Linked DNA regions of Sus scrofa: region 2 is linked to region 1. Evidence: chromatin contacts called from public HiChIP or PLAC-seq data. All regions are on one chromosome and are shown on one strand. Each heading gives the region's core, a stretch centred on a gene start, on an enhancer-like site or on the middle of the called end of the contact. The rest is flanking DNA. Distances are from core to core; before and after follow the strand shown.

Region 1 (6,923 bases), core at 2,534-5,033:
GAAAAAGAATGTGTGTATATATACGTGTGTGACTGAGTCACGTTGCTGTACAGTAGAAATTGACAGAACACTGTAAACCAACCACAATGGAAAAAATAAAAATCATTTTAAAAATTAAAAAAAAAAAAAGACTCAGATTAAGAGACTTGACCAAGATCAAGGTAAAGGGCCAAATCAGGGCCCCCAGGGACCAATTCCAAGACTGTTTTTTCAGGACTACACCATGCTCCCCCCTCTTCCAAATATGCCCTGCCTGGGGTCACTACTTAAGCTTCTACTTCCCTGTTCCTCACCTCCCTTGACTTCACTGACTTCCATCTCTGCCTTCCATGTCATGAACTGAGGCACAGGGTACTGCCCGGCCTCTGGAGGGTCAAGCTTTGCACTCACAACCCCCAACCATGCCCTCCTTCCTGGTTTCCCCTTCTGGTTCCCAGGCTACTAGCTGCCCTTCTCACCTGCTGCCTTCCCACCAACCGACTTCCAGCGGTCATCCGCCAACAATTCAGAACTTTGCAGTCCCTTCACCCCCAGAAACCTGAATCCCCTGCATCCCGCACAGAACTTTAGGACAGATCCTACCAGGGAACCCAGCCACTCCTGGGCTTGGGTCTGCTGGCAGAAGGAAAAGCATCAGACCCAGCACTTTGCAAACTCATGCCACCCCTTCTCCAGGGCTCGAGTGGCTCCTCTGCCATCCTGCTGAGGTTCATTTCCTCTGACACCGCCCCCCAGCACACTCCTAATCTCTGCTGTCCCAGCTCCCCTGTTCCCTCCTAATTTGTTTATCCAGTCAGGATTTGAGGAACTGACATGTGCAAAGCATATCCCTGGTGCTGTGGCTGGTATAAAATACTAGGATTTTCATGAACTCAATACCAACATTACTTCCCTACCTGGAATGCCTACCAGACCAACTCCACCTGCATCTATTAAGCTTGACATTTCAAGTGACAACTCCAGCTCCTCTCTCCCCCCTCCCACCCCTCTTCCTCCAGCCACACTCAGGTCAAAAGAAAGCTGCACCACAGGTGTGGGTTCAAACTTTCTTTGAATAAGTCTATAAACCTTCTTTACTTTCACCCTTGTCCAAAAGTACCCCAAGGCTTCATTTCAGTTCTGTGGCATCTCCACATATCCCCAATCCTGGCCTCCTTCTCAACCATCCCAGCAAATTATGCTAAGCAAATATCTTCACAGTAACAAAACATGAATGGGAAAAATAAGTTTAAAAGATAATACTCCTAGAAGAGAATATAGGCAAAACATTCTCTGACATAAACCATATAAATGTTTTCTTAGGCCAGCCTCCCAAGGTAATAGGAAAAAAAAAAAAAAGGAATCTAATCAAATTTATAAGCTTTTGCACAGCAAAGGAAACCATTAAAAAAAAGAAAGAAAGAAAGAAAGGAAAAGAACAGACAACACAAAGAATGGGAGAAAATCTTTGCAAATGATGTAACTGACAAGGGCTTAATCCCCAAAATATACAAACAGCCCATACAACTCAACAACAACAAAAAAACAAATAATCCAACCAAAAAATGGGCGGAAGACCTAAATAGACAATTCTTCAAAGAAGACACATGGATGGCCAGTAGGCACATGAAAAGAATGCTCAACATGGCTGATTATTAGATAAATGCAAATAAAAACCACATTGGAGTACCACTTCACACTAGGCAGAATGGCCATCATTAATAAGTCTACAATAACAAATGCTGGAGGGGTGTGGAGAAAAGGGAACCCTCCTGCAAAGGTGGTGTGAATGTAAATTGGTAGAACCACTAGAGAGTATGGAAAAACAGTATGGAGGTTCCTCAGAAAACTAAATATAGAACTACCATATGATCCAGCAATCCCACTGCTGGCATAAATCCAGACAAAACTATAATTCAAAAAGATACGTGCACTCCTATGTTCACAGCAGCACTATTCACAATAGCCAAGACATGGAAACAACCTAAATATCCACTGACAGATAAACAGATTAAGAAGATGTGGTACAGGAGTTCCCGTCGTGGCGCAATGGTTAACGAATCCGACTGGGAGCTATGAGGTTGAGGGTTCGATCCCTGCCCTTGCTCAGCGGGTTGACAATCCGTCATTGCCGAGAGCTGTGGTGGAGGTTGCAGACGCGGCTCGGATCCCGAGTTGCTGTGGCTCTGGTGTAGGCCGGTGGCTACAGCTCCGATTGGACCCCTAGCCTGGGAACCTCCATATGCTGCAGGAGCGACCCAAGAAATGGCAAAAAGACAAAAAAAAAAAAAAAAAAAAAAGAAGGTGTGGTATATATACACAATGGAATACTACTCAGACATAAAAAGAACAAATAAGGCTATTTGCAGCAACATGGATGGAACTAGAGATTCTCATACTAAGTGAAGTAAATGAGAAAAAGAAAGGCAACTAACATATATCACTTATATGTGGAATCTAAAATATGGCACAAATGAATCCATCTACAGAAAAGAAAAAGACTCACAGACATAGAGAACAAACTTGTGGTTGCCAAAGGGAAGGGGGAAAGAGCAGGATGGATGGGGAATTTAGGGTTAGCAGATACAAACTATCACATTTAGAATGGATAAACAATAAAGTCCTACTGTATAGCACAGGGAACTATATCCAATCTCTTGGGATAGACCAAGATGGAAGATAATATAAGGAAGGAAATGTAGGAGTTCCTGCTGTGGCTTAGCGAGTTAAGAACCTGACTAGTATCCATGAGGATGAATGTTCAGTCCCTGGCCTTGCTGTTCAGTGGGTTAAGGATCTGGCATTGCCACAAGCTGCGACACAGGCCACAGACGGGGCTCAGATTCCACATTGTTGTGGCTGTGGTGTATGCCAGAAGCTGTAGCTCTGATCTGACCCCTAGCCTGGGAACTTCTGAATGCTGCAGGTATAGCCCTAAAAAGACCAAAAAAAAAGGGGGGGGGGAATGTATATATGTGTATGACTGGTTCACTTTGCAGAAATAAGTGCATTAAAAATCAACTATACTTTCATTAAAAAAAAGAAAATAATAATAAAGTTGCAAATATGGAGGAAAGGGTTTGGCTCATTTCTACAAGTGTTTTAATCAGAGCTTCCAGGGCTAGAACCAGAGAGTATGGTATCTCTACCATGAATTCCCTAGAAAGCAAAGAAGAGGTTAAGAAAAAGATCAAAATCACAGCATTCTACAGAGTTCCTCTCCAAGTGTCTTTATAATCAGTAACATTCTATCGGAAAGCTTTACTGTGTATGTAATCAAAAGGAAGAAAAAAATGTAAAGAGTAAATTCTCTACCGCTATCAGAAAAACCAAAAAGACACCAGATGTCCATCCAAGTTAACGCGGTTTTAAAAACTCAAGTCACCTACCACCATCCTCGAAGCCTTAAACCAGAAACAAGAACCTCCTACCCTCAGTTTAATCTCACTGAGCTAGAAGTGAAGCCACAGTGCCACTCAGAGACATCAGATGGCAGCATCCATCCAGAGAAAGCAACAATCCTGCTCTTGACCAATAAAAACACAGTGGCCACCCCCACTTTCCACAGCAGGAAGTTTGAGGTTTCTACCACTGAAAATGAAGACAGGGTAGTATTTCCAAAATTCCTGGGCTTCCAGTCTACAGATGAAGCCTGAAATATTTGACTAACAGATTCTGACAATGTTTTTGTTAAGTCTTTGAAAAAAAAGAAAATGTAAAGAACACTTTTTACTTGGTCTGCAAAGCTGGTGACCTTCAAAAAAGCCTGCTGGATTTGCACGGTGGGTGAACCTGCCCACTTCCGGTTTCTTCCCACATGTGTTCTCTGGCCTTTCTCCTGTAATTGGCCCGAATTCCACTCTGAAGTATATTTTAGTATTTGTTTTATTTAGAGTCCACCCAAATCTTAATTTTTTAAAAGCAGAAGAGAAAGAAGGAAGGGAAACTGCCTTTATTAAATGCCTAATAGCACTAGCTTTCACAAACTGTACTAATTTAATCCTCAAAATGACTTAAACATATGTTCTTTTATTTCTGATGAGGAAACTGAGCCACCGAGAGGTTAGGTTGCCAGGGCTACACAACCAGGAAAGGCCGTCCCTGGGGACTGAACTCACGTCTATCTGGTGTCAAAGGGCACGATCCTGCCACTACTCCAGGAGGTGTGAGCTCTCCCAAAATAAAACATGCAATAAAGTTGCTTTTTATCTACATGGCTTTTTTTTTTCCCTACGTCAGTGAGCCACAATAGAAAAGAAAGCAAAACAGAACAAAACAACGGCTCCCAATCCTGCAAGTCTCTACTTCCACTTCCTTTCTTTCCTTGAAAATCCCTTCTCCACTTGCATCCTAACCACCTCCCTACGAAAGAAAGGTCAATGCTTTACTCTGACCTTGTTCAACAGTCCAAGTCACTGTTAATCATTTAGCGGTTTGGGAAGACCTTTATACACGTATGGCCCTCTGGGCGGGCCCAAAGCGATGATGTAATTAATCCCCAAAGTTAAGGAAAAGTTTAGCCAAATTTACACCAGAGAATGATAGCATAGAAGTGAAAATATATGAATCTAGACTCAGTGTAGGCTGGGCAAGGTGGCCAGGTATGTTTGGCACACTCATCATGTTAGGAATATGGCTCAGTTGCTAACACAATCAGCAGTCCTTGAGGGATTCAGAAGTGAATTCAAACACCTACAGAGGCCTGCCATGCAGGTGGGTGGAGAAGCCAGGTTAATTCTGGACCCTAGAGTGGCTTTCCAGGACCACCTATTACTTTATACCTCAGATCAAGGGTTCCAATCCACCAATCCCCTACCCCCACCAGTGTGTCTCTATCAGTGGAACTGCTGCCTCCTTCAAACTTCTATTCCCCATCCCTCCTTTTTTTTTTTTTTTTTTTTTTTTTTTTTGGCTGTGCACGCAGCATGTGGAAGTCCCCAGGTCAGGGACTGAACCTGAGCCACAAAGGGAACCCCCCCCATCTCTACTTTCTCCTCACTCCCCTACCAATTCTTTCTTGGGAGCTATCAATGGTCCATATTAACCAGCCAGCCCCAAATGTGTCCTATGGTTCTGGTACCACAAAGAGAAATCAAGAAACACTAATAGTAACAGGAAACAATAACCATGTTTCAACAGGAATCCAGCTTTAAAGAGTTACATTCTCAACTTCTTAAAGTCCCTGATTGAAACTTAAACTCTGTACCAAGAAAGACTTCCTGGCTAAAGTACAGTGTTAGGAGATCCCAAGTCCTCTTTGCTTCTCACTCCCACCACTGTCACCCACAGGGAGGGGCTGGCTACCCACGAAGATGTATTTTGGTCCATGTCCAAAAGGGGTTAGCCCTTTTCTGGGCTCAGCAAATGTCTCCTGATGTGCTAACAGCCCTTAATGAGGACATCTGCCATCAGTTAAATAACTGGAATAGACAGAAGAGGAAAACAAACCCTCTCTGTGGTTCTAAGTTGCCAATTGCCGCTTGACATGTGACTGTTGCCGGACAACCCCATGTCTCAGCACGTGTATGTATGTGTGCACGCGCTCACGTACAATGGTTGCTCTCTCCTACCTCCCTGGGACACTCAACAAGCCATGACATCAGCGAGTGGCACTTCCAGGACACAGGTCATAAAGTCAAAGTGATTCATTACACAACTAATGGGGGGGGGTTGCTGTTACAGAGGGTGAGGTTTGGAGTCAGACTTCCACTTGCTGAAGTCTGCATGCTTGCTGCCTCTCTGCTCAACAATTTAGAATTTAGCCACATCACCCCTCTACCAAGAGTGTCAGGTTCTCCACTAAACTACAGCTTTCCATCTATTTTATGATCTCCGCTGGGTAACCACTGGGCAGAACAAGAATTCGAGTGTTTAGTTCTTTGGGTAATATTTTGCATCTCACTTTGCATCATCTTTTGTCAGAAAAGTCACTGATTTTTTCTTTTAAATCTGCAAAGTTTTAACTTAATTCTTTTCAATGTGATGTTCTAAGCTCATCCAAAGATGCTGTAGCAAACCACACCTTTTATCTTCTAAGAGAATTTAGTGGAGAAGAGGACAATTCATTTGCCCAAACAACTCATTTTTCAGTAATTCGTGGCCAGGGATGAACTTTGCTGAGGGGTGCTATGTTGCATCCACAGCATTTTTTTTTTTTTTTTTTTTTTTGGTCTTTGCAATGCCAGATCCTTAACCCACTGAGCAAGACCACGGATCGAACCCGCGTCCTCATGGATACTAGGCAGATTCATTTCCACTGAGCCACAACGGGAACCCCCCATCCACAGTATATTTATGATTACATGCAAATACATCTGTGGTCCTCACCATGTGAACCCTGGCAGGAAGAAGCAAAGTGGCCATACTCCACCATCACCTCCCCAATGCTGCCTGGTAGTTCTCAAGCCTTATTTTCTTCTGAGGTATGGGCTCCAAAAAAAGAAAAAAAACAAAACAAAACCAAAAACTTCACGGAGCACATATTGACCCTTTTCTTCCCAGGGGACTCTCTACCCAGCCTGGCTTTGGAAAGAAAAGCCTGCAAGAGTAGCCAGGGCCTGAGCTAAAATGTCTAGGTCTCTCAAGTTATGTATGAGGCCCTGCTGCACCATTTTTAAATGTGTGGTGTGCATTTTAGATTTTCATGCTAGGAGCTTAAGATCACAGCATTGATCATACCAGTAACTGATTCAATTCCAACATTTCTAAGTCAGTTGTCCAGAGGCCATTTGGATTCTCAGGGCATTCTAATCACTGTCTTCTTCTGCGGGTTGTTAAAAACTGAATTACACTGCTTCAATGTAGAATAGTTTAGACTACTGATAAAACTGGAACGAGACTATCAGGACTGGCAGAGGTCTTACAGGTTGCCCATCCCCCATTCGGGGCTGGTATCCTCTCTACAGCGTCTCCTGTAAGTGAATATCCAGCCTTTCCATTACTGT
Region 2 (6,923 bases), core at 2,643-5,142, 270 kb after region 1:
ATCCGGCATTGCCGTGAGCTGTGGTGTAGGCCGGCAGCTACAGCTCTGATTCTACCCCTAGCCTGGGAACCTCCATATACTGTGGGTGTGGCCCTAAAAGACAAAAGACAAAAAAAAAAAAAAAAAAAAAGGAAAAAAGAAAAGAAAAGAAAAGAGTTTGGAAGAAAAAACCACGTCTTCAAGAAATTGTCCCATTTCATCTAAATTATCAAATTTGTAGGCATAGATTTGTTCATAATATTGTTTTATTATCCTTTTCATGCTACCCTGGGATCAGTAGTGATGGCCTCTCTTTCATTTCTGATATTAGTAATTTGTATTTTCTCTTTTTTTCCTCTTGATTAGCCTGGCCAGAGGTTTATCTATTTATTGATCTTTTCAAAGAATCAGCTTTTAGTTTTTCTGATTTTCTCTATTGATTTCCAGTATTCAATTTCATTGTTTTCTACTCTAATTTTTGTTATTTCTTTTCTTTTTATCTTCTTTTTGAGTTTCCTGTAAGCTTAAGTTTCCTGTAAGCTTAAGTAAGCTTAGATTACTGGTTTTTCATCTTTTTTCTTTTCTAATAGATGTATTCCATGCTATAAATTTCCCTTTATGTACTGCTTTCACTGTATCCTACAAATGTTTGATAATTTATATTTTCATTTTCATGTAGTTTAAATTTTTTTCTATGGCTGCACCCTTGGCATATGGAAATTCCTCGGCCAGGGATTGAGTCCAAGCTGCAGCTGCAACCTACACCACAGCTGCAACAACACCAGATCCTTTAATCTACTGTGCCAGGCCAGGGATCCAGACTGAGCCTCTGCAGTGACCCATTGAGGTTGGATTCTCAACCCACTGTGCCACAGTGGGAACTCCTCATTTAGTTTAAATTTTTAAAAATTTATCTTGCAACTTCTTTGACCCTTGTGTTATTTAGCAGTGTTTTGTTCAATCTCCAAATATTTTAGAGTTTTCCATCTTTTTGTTATTGGCTTTGTGAATGAAAAACATTGCCTGCCATATCAGCAAACAAAAGGTGTTGCAGCCATCAAGCCATCACATTACTGCTACCCCAATGGTGGTCCTTAGGCAACTCAGGATAGAAACAGGATGCCCACCATCTAGCAATCAGCTGCTGCAGCCACCCCAAACAGTACACCCTGACAAGACTCAAGATGAGAAAGCAAGAGGATACTGGCCCCAGATGGCTGAGGTGCATATCAAAGGAAGTGTCTCATGGTGTTCCCATCGTGGTGCAATGAAAACAATCCGACTAGGAACCATGAGGTGGCAGGTTCAATCCCTGGCCTTGCTCAGCGGGTTAAGGATCTGGCGTTGCCTTGAGCTGTCGTGTAGGTCGCAGACGTGGCTTGGATCTGGCGTTGCTGTAGGCCGACAGCTATAGCTCTGATAAGACCCCTAGCCTGGGAACCTCCATGTGCTGCACCCTGGGTGCAGCCCTAAAAAACAAACAAACAAAAACAACAACAACAAAAGTGAGCCCAGACCTTTGCATCTTCCCATACGTAGAAAAGTGCCAAATTCCCTAACTTGAGCCATCTGGCTTTAATTAATAGTAATATTTTGATGTTCTGACTATCTAGTCTTTGTTGCAAAAACTCCTATATACCTTGGCTCCTCACTTACCTCTTCAGAGCAGTACCTCAGAGCATCTGAGAGTCCTGTCTCCTGGGCTTAAAGTCCTTAGAATATCCACAAAATAAAACATAATTCTAACAAAAAAAGGCTGTGTATTTTTTTAGACGACAATTTCTAGTTTAATTCTGTTGTGGTATGAGAACATACTTTCTTTTCTTTGCTGCACCTGTAGCATGTGGAAGTTCCTGGGGTTAGGGGTCAAATCTGAGCTGCAGCTGCTGGCCTACACCACAGCCACAAAATGTGGGATCCGAGCTACACCTGCAAACTTTGCTGCAGCTTGTGGTGACACCAGGTCCCTAACCCACTGAGTGAGGCCAGAGATCAAACCCGCCTCCTTACAGACACTATGTTGGGTTTTTAACTATGTCCGAGCCACAATGGGAACAATTAAGAACATACTTTGTATGATTTCTATTTTTAAAAAATTTATTAAATTGTGTTTATGACCCAGATGTGATCTTAATGAATGTTCCATGTGAACATGAGAGGAATGTGTGTTCTGTTGTTGTTAAGTAGCCAGTAGATGTCAATTGTATTCAGTAGATTGGTGATGGTATTGAGTTCAAATATGTCCTTACTGATTTTCTGCCTGCTGAATCTGTCTTTTTCTTTTTCTTTCTTTTTCTTTTCTTTTCTTTTCTTTTTTTTTTTTTTTATCTTTTTGCCTTTTTCTAGGGCCGCTCCTGCGGCATATGGAGGTTCCCAGGCTAGGGGTCTAATTGGAGCTGTAGCCGCTGGCCTACGCCAGAGACATAGCAACTCAGGATCCAAGCCTCATCTGCAACCTACACCACAGCTCACAGCAACGCTGGATCCTTAACCCACTGAGCAAGGCCAGGGATCAAACCCGTAACCTCATGGTTCCTAGTCAGATTCGTTAACCACTGAGCCACAATGGGAACTCCTGAATCTGTCCATTTCTGATAATGGCTGTTGAACTGTCTAACTTTAATAGTGGATTCATCTGTTTCTCCTTGCAGTTCTATCAGTTTTTGCCTTATATATTTTGATGCTTTGTTTTTAGGTGCATACATATTAAGTATTATTATGTCTTCTTGAAGACTTAACCCATTTATCATCAGGTCTGCCTGTCTTTATCCCTGATAATTTTCCTTGCTCTGAAGCCCAATTTTTCTCTAGTGTTCTCTTGATTAATGTTAGCTTGGTATATCTTTCTCCATTCCTTGGATTTAAAAAAAAAAAAAAAAAAAAAAAAATATATATATATATATATATATAATATCTGGAGTTCTCTTGTGGAGCAGTGGGTTAAGGTGTTATCACTGCAGTGGCCTAGGTGCAACCAAAAAAAAATCATATCAAATCTATCTGATGAAATTATTACTTTAAAAAATGTGACTGTGCTTGTAAAAGGCAGTATAATAAGCTATTTTCAGTCATTCATGCCTTAGTATGAATTAGTATATAAGATCCTTTCAATAAACAGGTAAAGATACTTTATGTAAAAAGAAATGGGAAGGTTGTAAGAGATGAAGAGTCAGTAACTGAGACAGGGAGATGGAAACCCCACAGAGACAAAAGAAAGGTAGTCAGATGTAAAAAGCAAATCTTGTGCTTGTTAAGATTTTTGCACAGGGCTGGTATTTCACAGGGCTGAATTCCCAGGGCTGATATTGCCTGCAGCTGAAGAGATTTCCTAAGTGAATTCATTAGCAGTTGTGTACTGAGTGGGGACTTGACTGTGGAGCAGGAACTAAGAACACACGGACAGGAACAACCCAGTGACCACAATACTTAGTGGCTCCACATGATGTGTCTTAGAACTTGTTGTGGTTTCATTCTTTTGGCTTGGGAAATTGAAGGGAAAACAGAATTGATTTACAGGCTTCTTCCCCAAGGGTCCTTTTTGCTTCCTTCTTTTAGCCACATCCTCTTTTATCGTCTCAAACCCTTTTCGGTCAGACTGAGTCAAGTCTGGTCTGCCCAGATATGCTCAACTCCAGGAAGCAAGACGTTCTTTCAAAGCCTACTTCCTATGAGAAAATCTCAGTCCTGAGAGGATCTGTCCAGGCAGGACTGGCTTTTCAGCCCACCTGAGTGTGTGGTGTGTCTTGGTGTGATTTGAGGAGTGCCCACAGGGTTGCCATAGCCAAAAACTTTCTTTCCCACTCATGCCTAAAATTCCACCCTTAATGATTCATACCTGTTGTTAACACTCAGTGCCTGGAAGGGAAAGACACAAAAAGAAGATGGGGGCTGTTTACTTCCTAATTTTGCTTGGCAGTGGCCCAGGATTAGGGTCATCAAGAGACTTCTAAGTGTACCAATTGGAATGTCTTGCAACTTCTCATAAATTGGACAAAATGCAGATCAAGGCCTCAAAGCTTTGGGGAAGGGAAAGAAAATCACAGAGGCTTTCAGTGACTGTTTCTCAGGAAGCAGGTTAATACCAATAGGCAACGTTTGACCAAATTTAGGCTAGATCATGTCTTCAGTATATGTCCAATTGCATATTCTTGTTTGTATTCAGTGCACTAGATTACTTACGTTCATGCAGAAGCATGTGAAATAAAGTTGCTTGTTGGCATCTGGCTATTCCACTTTGCCTTTATTGGACTAAATTCACTATTATGGTAATGATTTCGTAGCTTGACTAAAGTTCTGCTGAGTGTTCAAGTGACCACTTACTCTAATCTCCCTTCTTTTTATTTATCTCCTATTCTATCCCCCCCCCTTTTTTTTTGTCTTTTTGCCTTTTCTTGAGCCGCTCCCTCAGCATATGGAGGTTCCCAGCTAGGGGTCCAATCAGAGCTATAGCCACTGTCCTGAGCTATAGCCACTGTCCTACACCAGAGCCACAGCAATGTGGGATCCGAGCCGCGTCTGCGACCCACACCACAGCTCACAGCAATGCCCCATCCTTAACCCGCAGAGTAAGGCCAGGGATCGAACCCACAACCTCATGGTTCCTAGTCCGATTTGTTAACCACTGAACCACGACGGGGACTCCTCTATTCCACTTTTCTCCTCTCACACCCACAGTGATCACCACACCGTGTTACTTTCTGAGAATGGCTGCATGTGGAAATTTATGAATATCAAAAGTGGACTTCTTTTTCCTCCCTTGGCCCAGGCCCTACCTCTAACTCCAGGATTACTGGAGCCTCCTAACTGGACTTTTCAGGCTCTCCTACTCTCAGTCCTCCCACGTTCATTATGATAGTCCATCTAGGAAAGCCTGTAATTCAAGGACAAAGTGGGAATGAACATCTCTGAACACAGGCAGGAGTTGGAGTTTGGGCTCTATTCCACTATTTTATAAGTTTACAGAATTTATAAAGGGCTCTGTAAGATAAATAGAAGCTAGCCAGGTCCACAGTAGAAATAAGATTTTACCACGTGCAGGGGAAAACATGTGAAGTGTATGCCAGTGTTCAGAGCAGAATTATTCACAATGACCCAAAGGCGGAAACAACCCAAATATCTTTTTTTTGGGGGGGGGCTTTTTAGGGCCACACCCATGGCATATGGAAGTTCCCAGGCTAGAGGTCCAATTGGAGCTACAGCTGCCAGTCTATACCACAGCCACAGCAACGCCAGATCTGAGCCGCATCTGTGTCCCTACACCACAGCTCACGGCAATGCAGGATACTTAACCCACTGAGGCCAGATATTGAACCTGCAACCTCATGGTTCCTAGTTGGCTTCACTTCCCCTGTGCCACAACGAGAACTCCAACCCTAATGTCTTATTAGCAGATGAATGGATAAATAAAAGGTGGTGTATCCATACAATGGAATATTATTCAGCCATGAAAAGGAATGGAATTCTAACACAGGACACAGCATGACTGAACCTTGAAAATATGCTAAGTGAAAGAAGCCAGATTCAAAAGGACAATTATTGTGTGATTCCTCTTATAGAAAATACCTAGAATAGGCAAATTCATAGAGACAGAAAGTAAATTAGACATTAAAGGAGGTTTGGTGAAGGAAGGAGTGGGGCAGTTATTGCTTAATAGGTACAGAGTTTCCATTTAGGGTGATGAAAAATAGTAGAAATAGTGATAGTTGTACATTGTCAGTGAAATTAATGCCACTAAACTACATTTAATGGTTCAAATGGCAATTTTTTTTAATATTTTTTTTTATTTTCCCACTATACAGCAAGGGGGTCAGGTTATCTTTACATGTATACGTTACAATTACATTTTTCCCCCACCCTTTCTTCTGTTGCAACATGAGTATCTAGACAAGTTCTCAATGCTATTCAGCAGGATCTCCTGTAAATCTATTCTAAGTTGTGTCTGATAAGCCCAAGCTCCCGATCCCTCCCACTCCCTCCCCCTCCCATCAGGCAGCCACAAGTCTCTTCTCCAAGTCCATGATTTTCTTTTCTGAGGAGATGTTCACCAAATGGCAAATTTTATGTTACATATATTTTGCCACAGTAAAAGAAAGTTTAAAAAAACATGAAAGTTGGAATTCACACTGTGGCTTTGTGGTAACAAACCTGACTAGTAGCCATGAGCACTCAGATTCAATCCCTGGCCCCACTCAGTGGGTTAAGGATCCAGTTGCATGAGCTTGGGTAGGTCACAGACATGGCTTGGATCTGGCGTTGCTGTGGCTGTGGTGTAGGCTGGCAGCTGCAGCTCCGATTTGACCCCTAGCCTGGGAACCTCCATATGCTGCAGTGCGGCCCTAAAAAAAAACACCTCAAACCCCTCGAGGATTTAATAATAAAACTATAGATGTGATCCAAGATCCTTGCCTGGCATGGGAGTGACTCATAGAAAGAGTAGAAACTCAGAGGGAAAAGAAACTATGAGGGCCTAGCATCAAGCAAACATAGCTAGTTTGGGAATGGGAACCCAGATAAAGTGAAGTTATCAGGAGCAGAGCAGCAGATGAATAGATATCAGATCCGGGAAAGCCGGATCTTGTGCCCTGTGCAAAAGAGAGTGAACTTGACCCAAGGAAAGGTGTTTAAGCAGAAAGGAACATGTGTATGATCATCTTTGCCCATGAGAAAGATCACCATGTGTGGGGGATCACTGCAGAAGATCAATGTTGAAAACAGAGTGAACTGCTGGGTTAGGCTGTAGCCCAGGTGCAGCCCTAGCCTGCACCATATACAGGGTCCCTAAGGTAATTCTTAAGTGACAGGAGACCCAGTGGTTTCTCTTGGTTTTGTTACCTGCCTTGGCACAAGCTTTCCCGGGTCTAACATGAGCACATGTGTCCTCTCCTCGGCTCAGCCTGGTACCAAGTCCCTAAACTGGGAGGAAGCCCTTGTGGGATTTAGCCCAG

What was found. HiChIP or PLAC-seq counts read pairs in DNA pulled down with a chosen protein or histone mark.
Region 2: a contact with region 1 is called in an H3K27ac HiChIP or PLAC-seq map of alveolar macrophages. The contact joins two enhancer-like sites. A contact is called at or near these places in 3 of 47 Hi-C or Micro-C datasets (alveolar macrophages, embryonic fibroblasts and omental adipose tissue) and 1 of 2 datasets of contacts at active chromatin or transcription factors (alveolar macrophages).

What each region holds. Positions count from the first base shown.
Region 1 is chr14:12,156,533-12,163,455 of Sscrofa11.1, forward strand. The region is part of intron 1 of ZNF395 (zinc finger protein 395); the gene reads right to left. Among named protein-coding and RNA genes, the nearest start is that of ZNF395, 24 kb to the right of the region's middle. Within about 2 kb of position 3,784, at least 34 of the 83 cell types and tissues checked have an H3K27ac peak or open chromatin away from gene starts, as enhancers often do. A contact at or near this core is called in alveolar macrophages, where this site is marked.
Region 2 is chr14:12,427,004-12,433,926 of Sscrofa11.1, forward strand. No RefSeq gene overlaps it. Among named protein-coding and RNA genes, the nearest start is that of EXTL3, 7.1 kb to the right of the region's middle. Within about 2 kb of position 3,893, at least 4 of the 83 cell types and tissues checked have an H3K27ac peak or open chromatin away from gene starts, as enhancers often do. A contact at or near this core is called in alveolar macrophages, where this site is marked.